2 separate regions of the Oryctolagus cuniculus genome follow, and region 1 is linked to region 2. A link is a contact called in public Hi-C data. All regions are on one chromosome and are shown on one strand. Each heading gives the region's core, a stretch centred on a gene start, on an enhancer-like site or on the middle of the called end of the contact. The rest is flanking DNA. Distances are from core to core; before and after follow the strand shown. Region 1 has its middle 39 kb from the start of OSMR. Region 2 has its middle 43 kb from the start of EGFLAM.

The links. Hi-C and Micro-C count contacts between places; a contact is called where the count stands out from the background.
Region 1: a Hi-C map of an unstated tissue shows a contact between it and region 2, with 6 times the contacts expected there. The contact joins two enhancer-like sites. A contact is called at or near these places in 3 of 6 Hi-C or Micro-C datasets (ear pinna, skin fibroblasts and an unstated tissue).

What each region holds. Positions count from the first base shown.
Region 1 is chr14:64,207,353-64,213,775 of mOryCun1.1, reverse strand. No RefSeq gene overlaps it. Among named protein-coding and RNA genes, the nearest start is that of OSMR, 39 kb to the left of the region's middle. Within about 2 kb of position 2,150, at least 4 of the 8 cell types and tissues checked have an H3K27ac peak or open chromatin away from gene starts, as enhancers often do.
Region 2 is chr14:63,644,617-63,651,896 of mOryCun1.1, reverse strand. No RefSeq gene overlaps it. Among named protein-coding and RNA genes, the nearest start is that of EGFLAM, 43 kb to the left of the region's middle. Within about 2 kb of position 2,461, at least 2 of the 8 cell types and tissues checked have an H3K27ac peak or open chromatin away from gene starts, as enhancers often do.

The DNA.
Region 1 (6,423 bases), core at 901-3,400, 560 kb before region 2:
GCTTTTCAAATTCTCTATTGTGTAACAGTTTCTAGTTGCTTGGTAGGATGTAGAGTGGCCAGGCAGGATTCTTGCACTCAATAAAGAATTTAAATCTAACAGATGAAAAGTGAGTAAAGCCTACTGCCATCAGACCCTGGGAAGGTTCGCTGAATCAACCAGGGATGGCTGGAGTTTTGGAAAGGATTGAAATGGCTGGTGCAGAGAAACCCTCCTGAGCCCTGAAGGTCAATGATCAAGGGCATCAATGGAGCAGCCGTTTGAGTTAGAGAAGTCATCTTCAAGCCTTTTTTGTATGCTTCTTCCTGAAAGCAATTATTTTATTAAAGATTTATTTTATTTATTTGAACGAGTTACAGAGAGAGGTAGAGCCAGAGAGAGAGAGAGAGAGAGAGAGGTCTTCCATTCCACTGGTTCACTCCCCAAATGACTGCAACGGCCAGAGCTGAGCTGATCAGAAGCTAGGAACCAGGAGCTTCCTCCAGGTCTCTCATGTGGGTACAGGGGCCCAAGGACTTGGGCCATCTTCTACTGCTTTCCCAGGGCATAGCAGAGTGCTGGATCGGAAGTGGAGCAGCCGGGACTTGAACTGGCGCCCATACGGGATGCTGGCACTGCAGGCTGGAGCTTTAATCTGCTGCGCCACAGTGCTGGCCCCAATTATTTCATTTCATTTTGTTATTTTTATTCCAAAGCCGTATGCCTCCCCCTGTCTTGGCTGCCGGTGTTGGGATATCTCAAAGAAATTACCATTGGAAGCTGCTACACAGGCACGATTTGTTGTACTAACACTAAATGCCTCCCTGTGGTAGGCCTTCCATGGTTGATCTCATTTAGTCTCTAGGAAACCCTGTGAAATAGGTACTGGATTCTAGAATTATGCTCACTGCAGAAAGGACTGAGATACCTGGGGCTTAGAGAGCAGGGAAGCAAGTGTTCAACCCAGGCGTGGCTCCAGATCCCACGTCTACAGCTTTTGCTTTCTCCAAGCCCCTTCACTGGCAAAGTCTGCCTCTCCCCGATGTGGTCATGACAGCTTTCACCGGGAAGCATCCCCGAGTCTGTTTTCCACGGAGATGTGTGCATGTCCGATGGGAAGGGTGCTTGGGCTCTCTAGACAGGGCCTCTCTTATGTTCAGGGCGGGCTGCAGTTTCTGGCCATGCATCCAATGTCTCCTCATGGAGCTGGGTATATGGGAATGGGGAGAGCCGAATCTCATTTTCCTGATCCCCAAAGGGCAGAGAGACATCCTAAAGTGATCAGGGTGTCCGTTGTCTCAACTATACGTACTTTTGTGTGTAGAATCGTGTTCTTGGAGCATTTGTGACTATTTACTGTCATCTTCCTGAGGTACCTCTAACCTGGGAAGGGGAAAGAAAGACAAGACAGGAAACAGTATCTCCTTGTTGGTCTCAACATTTTAAACTTAAGGTTGGCCGGCGCCGCGGCTCACTAGGCTAATCCTCCGCCTAGCGGCGCCGGCACACCGGGTTCTAGTCCCGGTCGGGGCGCCGGATTCTGTCCCGGTTGCCCCTCTTCCAGGCCAGCCCTCTGCTGTGGCCAGGGAGTGCAGTGGAGGATGGCCCAGGTGCTTGGGCCCTGCACCCCATGGGAGACCAGGAAAAGCACCTGGCTCCTGGCTCCTGCCATCGGATCAGCGCGGTGCGCCGGCCGCAGCGCGCCGGCCGCGGCAGCCATTGGAGGGTGAACCAACGGCAAAAGGAAGACCTTTCTCTCTGTCTCTCTCTCTCTCACTGTCCACTCTGCCTGTCAAAAACAAAAACAAAAACAAAAACAAAAAAAAAAAAAAAAAAAAAAACTTAAGGTAGTGTCCAGTTCTTCTTGAAGCCAAAACTGCATCATCACAGATGTTACTAGAAAAAAAAATTAGAGAACTAAATGCTTGTCCCCGTAAGTTTTGATTACTACAGCCTTTGGGCCAAATTATCTCATTAGATTTGAATAAATGTTTTCCATCATGAGCAAGGACGGTTTTATACAAACTCCTTTTCCCAGAACTCTGTGAATGAAATGGAAACTCCCTTTTCTGGTTGTGGAAAACAAAAGCAAGGCAAACCCAAGCCCTCCCAGCTTCTTACGTGTGTGTACCCTCTGGTTTTGCTAGGTGGCGCTGTAGGCTAAAGCATGGGTCCGCCTCGGCTCCGGTGGCTGCCTCTGTGTGAGGTCAGGCGTTAAGAGGAGGAAGACTTCCCTCTCTCAGATCCCTTCAAGAGTGATCAGCGGAGGGGCTGAAGGAGGTGGGATCTGTTTGCCAAGAACCTGGCCTTTGTCTCCGTAGGCGCTGTTCTGCCTCCCTGTGAGCCCCCTTCATGATAGTTCATGGCTGGCTGTGGCTGTGTGTTTTAGCTATTCTTTCTTTACTTTTTAAAATTTGCATTTATTTATTTGATAGAGAGACAGAGAGAGCGAGCATTCCCTTCCACTCTTTCACTCCCTCCCCAAATGCCTGCAACAGGACTGGGAGCCCAGGCCAAAGCTGGGAGCCCTGGACTCTATCCAGGTCTCCCATGTGAGTAGCAGGCACCCAACTATTAGAGCCACCACCGTGGGTCACAGGGTGAAAGCTGGAATTGGGAGCTGGAGTCAGGACTCAAACCCAGGTACTGGGACACATGATGTGGGCATCTTAACCACCAGGCCCAGTGGCTGCCCCATGGCTTGGTATTCTTGAGAGAAATTCTGGTGGATTTTGAACTTGTTCCTAAGTGTTGTATTTCTGCCTGTGTGAGTCTCCTAATGTTGCTCAAGAATTTTTAGAGGAAGGTCCAAGCCCACATTGAATGAAAGAAAGGAACAATAATTCAAAGGTTTGCACCAACCCCCTCCCAGTCCCCAGAACAAGGCCAGCGTGTAGGGAAATCCCACCCCTTGTCTTTCCCTGAGTTTCCAGATGCTTCGCAGCCTTGACAGGGACTGGGACAGCTTTTCTCCATCCCCACAGCTCTCAGAGCCAGCTTGCTGTGCAGGAATGGGAGGCTTGGTTGTAGGGAGGGGGGTGGCACAGAGCCCAGAAGCCCTGTGTGGTCTGGAGGACCCCAAGGGACTTCTTGACTTAGAGGATCCCTTTCCCTTCCTGCCAGAGGCCTGGAGCTCCCCAAACACTGCCTTCTTTGCCTCAAGGCATTAGACTCTCCTTAAAATACAAAGGTGATGCAAAGACTTTCACTGAAAAGTTGGAGGGCAGATCCACTGCAAAATGGCACTGCTCAGAGAGAATCCTCCCAGGGAGGAGCCAGTCAAGGGTGGGCGGGGCTAGGGTGGACAGCTTGGAGCAAGAGGAGACAACAGAATGGAGCTGACCTCTCTTACCTGGCCTCTTGCTGAGACCACAGCTTCTTTACACCTGCACTGTTTGGCTCCAAACCTGTGACTGCCAATGGATCCCCTGCATGCCCAGGAGAAACTGGGATTCATGCAGCATCCCAGTATCTCTGTGAGCATGCACATATCTGCCCAGGGGCCCCAGTTTGGCTTAGGACTCATTGCTATCCCATCCATCCTTCCCTGAAATCCATTTCACGCCTAGGGGCCACGCTGCCAGTGGCCATGGGTCCTTGTGAGGACAAGGGACTGAAGAGGAGCCTCAGGCAGGTGCAAGTCCATCTGCATGTATTGCAGGTGCAAAGCTGCATGATTCACAAGCTTGCACAGCTCGTGAGCCAGGAACAGAAACTGCCAGTAACCCTGCAAGTCAGATCATATGACAGGGTCTTCGAAGAGTTCATGGAAAACGTTTATTAAGAAAAAACTATTTACAAATTTCTAATTTTCCTGTACCAAAATAAGCTTGTTTTTAAATTCTACTTTTCTGTGGACATTCTGAAGTACCCCTTATATCCCAGAAAGTTGATAGAAGGGACAGAATATAAGAATGATGTACAAGGAAGGACAATAAGGTTTGAAATAATTTGCTAAACACACATGCACACACACACTCACAAGAAGGTAGGGGAAACACAGAAAACAAAAATTAGAGGAGAAAGAAGTTGAGAAGAAAAATGTAGGTCTATTTATTTTGTGTGTGACAACATTTTGAGTTTACTTCTTCTGCAAGCGCCCTAGTTATTTACTTGGGCAGTGGTGGGCATTGCTAGGATGCCACATCCATCCCAATGCATTTATCTCCTTCAACCACGTGGGATCTATCAGTTCTCTCTCCATTTATCTCTGTCATGCTGGCAGTAAACACCAGTCAACTTAAGTGCCATGAGTCATATTTTCAATTTTTAATTAAATCATGGCCCAGCTAGAGTTTGATTTATTTGAGCCTGAATTAATTTAGATTAATTTAGACCCTGGTCCACATAAATTGATACAGTTTATTTTATACGATGCATGATTATATACAATGTAAAACCACCTTCGTATCAAGCAAAGAGTAGTAGAAGATAATTTCTAAGGGTGGTGTTAATTTTGTTCTTAAAACTAGCGTAACGGAAATCTGTTGTACTCTTAAATAAGGCATTTATGACATCACTTAAAGATATTGCATTCTATATGCTTTCACTCTGAGTTCCAGTGATATGGCCAAGTTTCATTAAGAACGAGTAGTGCTGATGTGTTTTATTCTTTCTTTCCCAGAATGGTTACTGAGGGTCATAAATCCATACAGTAAGTATTCAGCAAAAACTCATCTGTCCCACTCAAATATAGTAAATACTATTTTAAACAGCAGAAATGTGAGTCATGCTGATACTGCGTTCCTAGAATTCTAATAAAAAATCATCATGTTTAATTAGTATTCCAAAGAAAGGGTCACAGCTTACAGGAAATGAATTGGAGGTGACGGGAAGACAGGGTGGGTACACAGAACACTCTGGCTAGGGATAGTTGGCGAGAGCCTTGTTCCTGCCCCTGGGAACTGACAGCAGCCACGTGGAAGGGAGTGATCAGGCTGTACCCAGAAGCTCAGATTTGACCAGCTTGGAAGTGTGAGGGCGGGGAAAGAGAGAGGAGAGGCTGCTAGAGGGTTGCAGAGTAAAGACCAGGATGGATCAGGGAAAGTGGCCAGGGGACCAGGATGGATCAGGGAAAGTGGCCAAGGACAGCTGCCCTTGCCTGGGGGTCTGGTCTGAGCCCCACAGACAAGCTGCTTTCTTGAGTTTGGGGTTTGACGACACTTCTGAAGGTCACATATGATCAAATGCACACAACTGGCAACTCATGACTTGAATTGCAGCCTAGAGCGGCTCATCAGGGAGTCCTCTTCTGCAAAAGACAAAGTGAAATTTGCTTTGTGAGAAGAGAGGATGGTTCCCGTGCCTGTGTGTGGGAGCAGAGAGCGTAGGTGTCGTCCTCGGTGACCCGGGGGGACTGGGAGTCACTGCTAAGATCAGACCTGCCGGAGTGCTCGGGCTGCCTTCTCCCCCTCCAGTTCATCACCTTGGATCGCGGCCCCTACATTTCCAAACAAAGCAGCAGGGCACGAGGTCTCAAATCAGGATTATTTTTCCTAGTGAGTGGTCTGATGAATATGAAGCATTTGTGAAGCTCAAAAAATCAAATCAAATCCACTTTTCATTACATGCTCAATGCACTTATTTGTCAGGAATAAATTGGTATTCTTCCCAGAAATCTGGAAACAGTGGGTATCATACTTCCAGCAATTCCTGAAAATCCTCATGTATAATTAATTTTCCTGGAGGGAGGGGCTGTGAGGGCCTTGGCTTGTTTGCAAGATGAGAAGCATAGCTTTGTCTCAAGAGGCTACACTAAACTTCTTAGAGATCTCACTGTGCTGTGCCTCGTTGAACTTTTGAGGGGGCCTTGGGGTGGGGAGGGGATACATATTGTGTCATCCAACAAGATGACAGGTGCTGGAAATCCCTAGAGGTTGAGGCGATTTGGGCTGACCCCAAGGTAGCAGGAAGCACTGGCGGAGCCCTCTGCTCTGCTCTGTGTCTGCTCCCATCGTGCCTGTGCTGAGAACGAAGCCAAGGTGGGCTCCAGTGAGAATCTTAGTTTCTCCTGCTAATCCAACACCAGACAGTGCCATGTGCACTGAGTGATGTGTGACGATGACAGTACTGTTTACAATGTGTCATAGCACTCAAGACCTGGGTTCAAAACCCAGCTCCACAGCTAATGAGCTGCTGCAGCCTGGCCAACTCTCGCTGTTTTTCTGAGACCCCAGCTTCCCAGGAGGATTGCACCTGCCAAACAGCACAAATCTGCCTGCCTCTCAGCTGTCTTCCAAGGCTTCTTAGCTCATTTTCCTGTATTTTGGATATATCCTAGCAAGGAAGTAGAGGACAAGTAATTGGCATTTTCCAATATATTCCCATGTATTTATAGAAATGCATATATGACATGGAAGTTATGTCATCAGCATTCTTTCTGATAAAAACTGTCGAAGGATATAGTCTTGGCCTGGAGCTTTGTTGTATGCACATGGGGATTAG
Region 2 (7,280 bases), core at 1,212-3,711:
CCCGACCGGGACTAGAACCCGGTGTGCCGGCGCCGCTAGGCGGAGGATTAGCCTAGTGAGCCGCGGCGCCGGCCCGAGGTTTAATATGCTTTTGATACATTAAATGTTGCATGCTCTCAATTTCTTTTTCTTTTTCTTTTTTTTAAGACAGACTTACAGAGAGAGGTAGAGACAGAGAGAGAGGTCTCCTTCCATCCGTTGGTTCACTCCCCAGATGGCTGCAATGGCCAGAGCTGCGTTGATCCGAAGCCAGGAGCCAGGAGCCTCCTCTGGGTCTCCCACGTGGGTGCAGGGGCCCAAGGACTTGGTCCATCATCCACTGCTTTCCCAGGCCATAGCAGAGAACTGTATCGAAAGAGGAGCAGCTAGGACTTGAGCCAGCGCCCATATGGGATGCCATTGCTTCAGGCCACAGCACCAGCCCCTGCCTTCTTGGATTATTATGGACTGAATGTTTGTGCATCCCTTTGCCTACCTGCCTTTTTCCCAGAATTCCTATCTAGAATCCTTTTGCTGGCATTGGGAAGTGGTGCCTTTGAGAGGTACTTACATCACCAGGCTGGTCTCCAGAATCGGATTAGTGCCCATATAAAGAAAGACCAGAAGGGGGTCCAACGCCGGTGCTGTGGTGCATTCAGTTAATCCTCCACCTGCGGCACCAACATCCCGTGTGGGCACCAGTTCTTGTCCTGGCTGCCCCTTTTCTGATCCAGCTCTCTGCTGTGGAATGGGAAAGCAGGGGAAGATGGCCCAGGTGCTTGGGTCCCTGCACCCACATGGGAGACTGAAAGGAGGCACCTGGCTCCTGGCTTCGGATCGGTGCAGCTCCGGCCATTGCAGCTGTCTAGGGAGTGAACCAATGGAAGGAAGACCTTTCTCTCTCTCTCTCCCTCTCACTGTCTGTAACTTTACCTCTCAAATAAATAAATAAAATCTTAAAAAAAAAAAAAAGAAAGAAGCTTCTTGCCTCTCTCTGTTGGCCAGCCTGTGAGGACACAACAGGATGATAGTCATCTATCAGTCACGAGGGGGCCTTCACCAAGAACCCAGTCATGCCAGTGGCCTGATTGTGGAATCCCAGACGCCAGGATGGTAAGAAGTGAAGTTCTGTTGTCTAAGCCACTCAGCCTATAGCAATTGGTTAACACCACCTGAGCTGAGACCGTGATTATAAAAGCAACATGGTCAGAGTCAAAGAAAAGAAAAGCACAGTGGAATAAATAGCATCATCTAGCACACAACACACTATCCATCTAAACTCCTGTAGTATGTTGACCAGATGTCCTATTTCTTGGGGCACTATGAAATATACTGTCCTGACTCCAGTGACTTTTCTCAGGAAGATTACCCTCCTTACCTGGCTCTGCCCAAGAGCGGGTGATATCTTGACATTTCTTAAACAAGAATTCTTATTTTTTTTTCTTATGTTTGAAAGGTGGAAAGACAAGGAGAGAGAGAGAGAGAAAGAGATTGAGATAAAAAGAGAGAGATAGAGAGATCTTCCATCCGCTGGTTCACTCCCCAAATGCTTACAGCAGCCAGGTCTGAGCCAGGCGGAAGCGAGGAGCCCAGAATTCCATCCAAGTCTCTAATGTGAGTGGCAGGGGCCCAAGTACTTGAGCCATCACCTGCTGCCTCTCAGGGTACACAGTGGCAGGAAGCTGGACTCAGAAGCAGAGCCAGGACTGAAACCAGGCACTCCGATAGGGAAGGCAGGCATCCCAGCAGTGTCCTAGCCACTCAGTCAAATGCCTTCCCTGCTTGACACTTTCCATAGCCAGTTTAGGTCAAAATCCTTTGTCTCTGCCACATGGCATGAATTCGAAGTCCTGCTGCATCTCCTTTCACTGGCTCGGCTTCTCGTGAGCTCCCGCTCCCCGCACTGCCTTGGCCACAGATTTCGTTTTGGAGGTTTGGCTCAGGCCTTTGTCAGTCTCCATGACATGGGAGGTGAGATGTTCATTTAGGCTTAGAGACCACGAAAGACTCCACTTTGCACAAATTCCAGGGTTGCAGGCATGCTGAATTCTATAGGAATGGCCCGGCAGCCCTTACTAGGGGTGGATAGCGCCTTGGGAGCTGTACACCATGGTAGCATGGTGGCCACCGTTCTTGAAGGAGAATGGTGGGTCTGGTGCAGAGCTCAGTACAGGCTTGTTGTCACTGTGGGTGGCAGGACTGGCACCTCACGTGGTCACGGGGCTCACCACTGCTCAGACACAAGGCCCTCCAATGTGGCTGTCACTGGGTTTTGGCTTTGCTGGCCACACAAAAGGCCACCCACACCTTAGAATGACTCTTGGCCCATCCTAAAACAGACACCAGTTGCCCATTTTGGAACAATGCAAAATGATATCCTGCTTTCAAATAATTCTATCCAATGCCTGTTTGCAGCGAAATTTTGCTTCTGTGAGACAGAGGACTCTGTTCCACACCAGAAGTTCTGCACTCTAAATTGAAAAACACATTCTGTGAATATTCTAACTAAAAATGGAACAGAGAGAAGTATGGCTGGTGGAGACACACATCAGGCTTGCTACTAAAATTGCTTCCAACGCTTTTCCTTAATTCGTGCAACACTGAAGTTCTTTGTTATTGAAAACATGATGATATGTCCAACCCCTTTCTGTTACTTCTTAAGCTTAAAACTCACATCCACCCTGGAATGATTTATTTATTTAAAATTCTGTTAAGGGAAGAGCATTCATCCCTGTGCCTCCTCTTCCCTCCCTTCATTCAGTCCTCACTCCTCTCCTTGAATCCTGGCTGTCTGGGGTTCTGTGACTCCAAAGAAGATCTGCGTATGACCCTCCCCCCAAATGCCTTTCCCAAAGGTGCATCTGTTAGGCCCAATTCATTTACCTTCCAGGGCATAAAACTGGATGTATTGAGTGTGTGTGTGTGTGTGTGTGTGTGTGTGAGAGAGAGAGAGAGAGAGAGAGAGAGACTTCATAGACTACCCTACCTGAAACCACACATGCACATGGATGTGCAAGCACAAACATTTTAATTAGAGCCTTTAGAACTTTAACTTAAAGGAATGCGAAGGGATAGAATTTTAAAGTGGCCCCAACAGTAGATATTTGGACATAGTTTTGTCTGAAATTGTAAGTGAAATAACAGAGCAAACTGGATTGTTAGCACCCTCACTCAGAAAGACGCTGTGGAGTCGGCGTTTGTCACAGTGGAGGAGGTGACCCTTAGGATACCCGAATCCCATGCTGGGCTGCCCGGGTTCAAGTCCCAGTTGAGCTCCCGGCTCATGTGCACTCTAGAAGGCAGCAGATGGTGGCCCGAGCGCTTGGGCCCCTGACGCTCCCCATGGAAGACCAGGCTTGACTTCGGGGCTCCTCCTGGCTTGCCCTAGCCCAGCCCTGGCTGTTGTAGGCGTTTGGGGAGTGAAATAGCACATGGGAGATGACTCTCTGCTTTTCTTAGAAGTAAATAGATTTTTAGCCTAAAAACTATATATTTATCTAAAAGGACCTGGCACCTCTCCTGACCCCTCCCGGTCTCCTAACTAGACAGCCTACATATGGCCACCACAGTCACCCATCACGTCTTCTCTGTATGGTGTAACTTCTTCTTAGGAATAAAAACAATGAAGTTCTTCTCCCTGTGGAAGAAGAGGTCCTTGTGTTTAAAAAAATCTAGGATTTTACTAGGACAGGATCTTGGTGGATGCCTTATTAGGATATGCTAGTTGACATTTCAGTAATAAACAGTCCAAATTTTTAAAAGTGAATGTTAAATGGTTATGCTTCATGGGGTTTCAGCCAGGCATTCCTTCTGCCTTGCCCACACTCTGAGACTCAGCAGACAGAATATTCTCTTTCTGGGACATTCTGGTTGCCACAGTAGAGGGAGCAGTGAGCAAAGAGAATGTGGGGATATGGGCGTAGCCTATTCAAGTCTGGTCAGAGGTATCATCTGTCACTGCCTCCAACATGGTATTCACAGAGACCCCACTGCCACTGTTGCCTACAAGTGGGTGTGCACACGTAGCATGTGCCTGCAAGGGCTGAATGATCATATTTGGGAATAGTGCGAATGATTAGCTCCGAATATCTAACAGTATCATTTAACAGTAAAACGCGGAGACCAGAGCCTGGCATTGCCAAGAACTACGACTGCTATTAGTGCTATTGCACGTGGGAAGGCAGATCTAGAGACGAGTAATGACTACCAAAGATCACCCAGCTAACAAGGAAGAGAACAGAGCTGAGAACGTATGTTTATTGAATCTGATACTGGAATTCTTGAGGTAGGCATTAGTCAACTGTGGTTAAATTCCATATCACACTGCCTGCGCTGAGCCCAAGTTCTGCTTCTGCATCCAGCTCCCCACTAATGCATACCCTGAGAGGCAGCAGGGGGTGGCCCAGGTGCTTGGGTTCCTGCGCCCCCTGAGAGGTGGAGTTCTGGGCTCCTGACCCGTGCGTGTGTTCCCAGAGTGAACTGGGACACAGGAGATCTCCGTTTTGTCTGTTTCCATCTCTCTGCCTTTCAAATCTAATGAAAATAAATAAATAATTTAAAAATGACCGGGGTCCCTTTCTCCCCATCCACCTTCACGTGTAAGAAAGGACTTGGACCACAGCCTTCAGCCAGAAGACCACAGGGTTCTCCTTTGTTTCCAGCGAGCGCAGGAGGCAGCAAGCGCGCTCCGTGAAGGACCGGGAAGTATTTCAGGCTTTGCGGACCATGTGCTTTCTCTCTCAGGCACTCGACCCTGCTGCTGGAGCGAAACTCAGCTGCAGACATTACATAGGCACGTGGGCATGCCTGGATTCCACTGAAGCTTCCTATATAAAAACAGGCATCAAGAATTTGGCCAGGGAGCATTTGTGGGCCCATCCAGTGGCCAGAGTATTCTTTCCTGGGGAGACATTGGCCAATGGGAAGCTTGAGGAGGCCCGGAACAAAGAACCTTCCCTTGGTTGACCCTTGCCTTTGCTGTTGGCACCTGAAACCTAGGAGAGCACTGGCCCGAGAGTAACTAAAGGCAACTTGGCCCCGCTTAGAGCTTTCCAGGATTTAACCTAATTCCCCAGACACTTGGCATCAGACAGAAAAGACAGAGGGTGAACAACAGGAGAATGAAAGCAGAGATCACCATGAATATTCTGTTATTTCTAAAGCAAAGTTCCAAAGCACTGGAAGGACTACTGGAGTAGCATTGTTGGGGAGGTAGTGAGGAAAAGGTGGGTGCAGAATCAATTCTTTTCACCAGTCTGCACTATGACTTTTGTGAGAGGTGTGTGTTTATCCCAGAACCCAGAATATAAGCAGCTCTTCATCACCAGGGCTAAAGGATATGACACAAATATTCCAAGTGGCTGAAAATCCAAAAGTGATCTTGCACCAGTATTGTAGTAAAGTGAGACAAGCTACCGCCTGCAATGCTGGCGTCCTCTGTGAGCAACTGTTCAACCCCTGGCTACTCCACTTCCAATCCTGCTGTCTGCTCATGCACCTGGGAAAGCAACTGATGATGGGCCAACTGCTTGGGTCCCTGCACCCACATGGGAGACCCAGATGGAGTTCCAGGCTCCTGGCTTCAGCCTGGCCCAGCCTTGGCCATTGTGGCCATTTGGGAGTGAGCTAGCAAATGGAAGATCTGTCTCTATCTGTCTCTCTCTCTCTCTCTGTCTCTAACTCTGCCTTTCAAATAAATAAATAAATCTTTAAAAAAGAAAAGTGAAGTTCATGGATGCATTGCAAGATAAGATGTTGTGTTCTGATATTTCATCAGCATACACAGGTGGTTTTGTGAATACACACACACACACTCCATGTAGGGAGAGGGGAATCAGAAGGGGGAGGCAGGGAAGGGGAGGAGGAAAGGGACAGAGAGAGAGAAGAGGGAGAGGGAGAGGGAGAGGGAGAGGGAGAGGGAGAGGGAGAGGGAGAGGGAGAGGGAGAGGGAGAGGGAGAGAGAATGGATGTGTACCTCCCAGCCAGCTATAGCCAGGGTCACCATGGAACACGCGTGGTCTGCAGGGTTAAACTCTGAGAGTGGAATGTGCTAGTGGAGGAGCTGCAGTCTTGCTGTGCCCAGAAGTTCAGAGCCACCTCTATCTCCAGGAAATTATTTCCAGAAAGAATCGTGCTAAGAACCCTGGCCATGAGATCTACCTTCCTCATACATTTTTGTTTGCATGATGTGTCACTGTTAATGTAGACACAGTGTTGGAGGGAGGACAGGTCTTAAGAACTCATCTTGCTTGACTGAGACCTGGTGCCTTTTGGTCAGTGAGCCTCCATCTCCCCTCATCTCCCAGAAACCACCATTCCATTGGTTGATTTTAGGAACTGGGTAGTTTTATTATATTTTAGAGATTTATTTATTTATTTGAAAGGCAGAGTTCCAGAGAAACAGAGACAAAGAGAAAGAGCTTCCATCGCTGGTTCACTCCCCAAATGGCTGCGACAACCAGAACTGAGTCAGGCAAAAGCTGGAGCCAGGGACTCCATCTGGGTCTCCCACATAGATGAGAAGTCAGTTCAAGTCCTGGCAGCCCCACTTCTGATCCAGCTCTCTGCTAATGTGCCTGGGAAAGCAGTAGAAGATGGCCCAAGTACTTGGGCTCCTGCACCCACATGGGAGACCTGGATGAAGCTCCTCATTCCTGGCCTTGGCCTGGCCCAGCTCCAGCCATGCAGCCATTTGGAGGGTGAACCAGCAGGTGAAGAAATCTCTCTGTATCCCCCTCTGTTTCTCTAACTCTGCTTTTCAAATAAATAAATAAATCATAAAAAAGAAACTACCTTTCAAGGGCAAGTACCCAGTGACCTCAAGACCCCCTCTGGCCTCGCCTCCTACCCTTCTTTATTACGTCAAGGCTCTACCCTAATCCATCAAGCATTAACATTAATCCATTAACTGCTAACACAAGATTTTGGGATTCAAACATCTGTATCAGTTCGGAGAGCCAGGTCCTGTTCAATTCATAACAATGCTCCCAGTGTCGGTCAAGGTGACCGGATGTCTGGAGCCCAGGTGGATGTTAATCAGTTCCTTTGGCTGCTTTGAGCAAGGTGTAGGACCCGTTTATTCAAGGTCTGTGACAACTGGAATGGGAAAGGACTTAGGGCAAGACAAGGGTGTTCTGTCAGAGCTTGTTGGTCTTGTGCGCCATCTGGTGGTAGAAGCAAGAATTTTTAAAATCTAGAAACAAATGCAGTTCTCCTGTTCTGGATGATACAATCTACATTTTTTTTTTCCATTTTAACCATGATGCAAATGCAACAGGCTTTCTGTAGAAACCATACTTCAG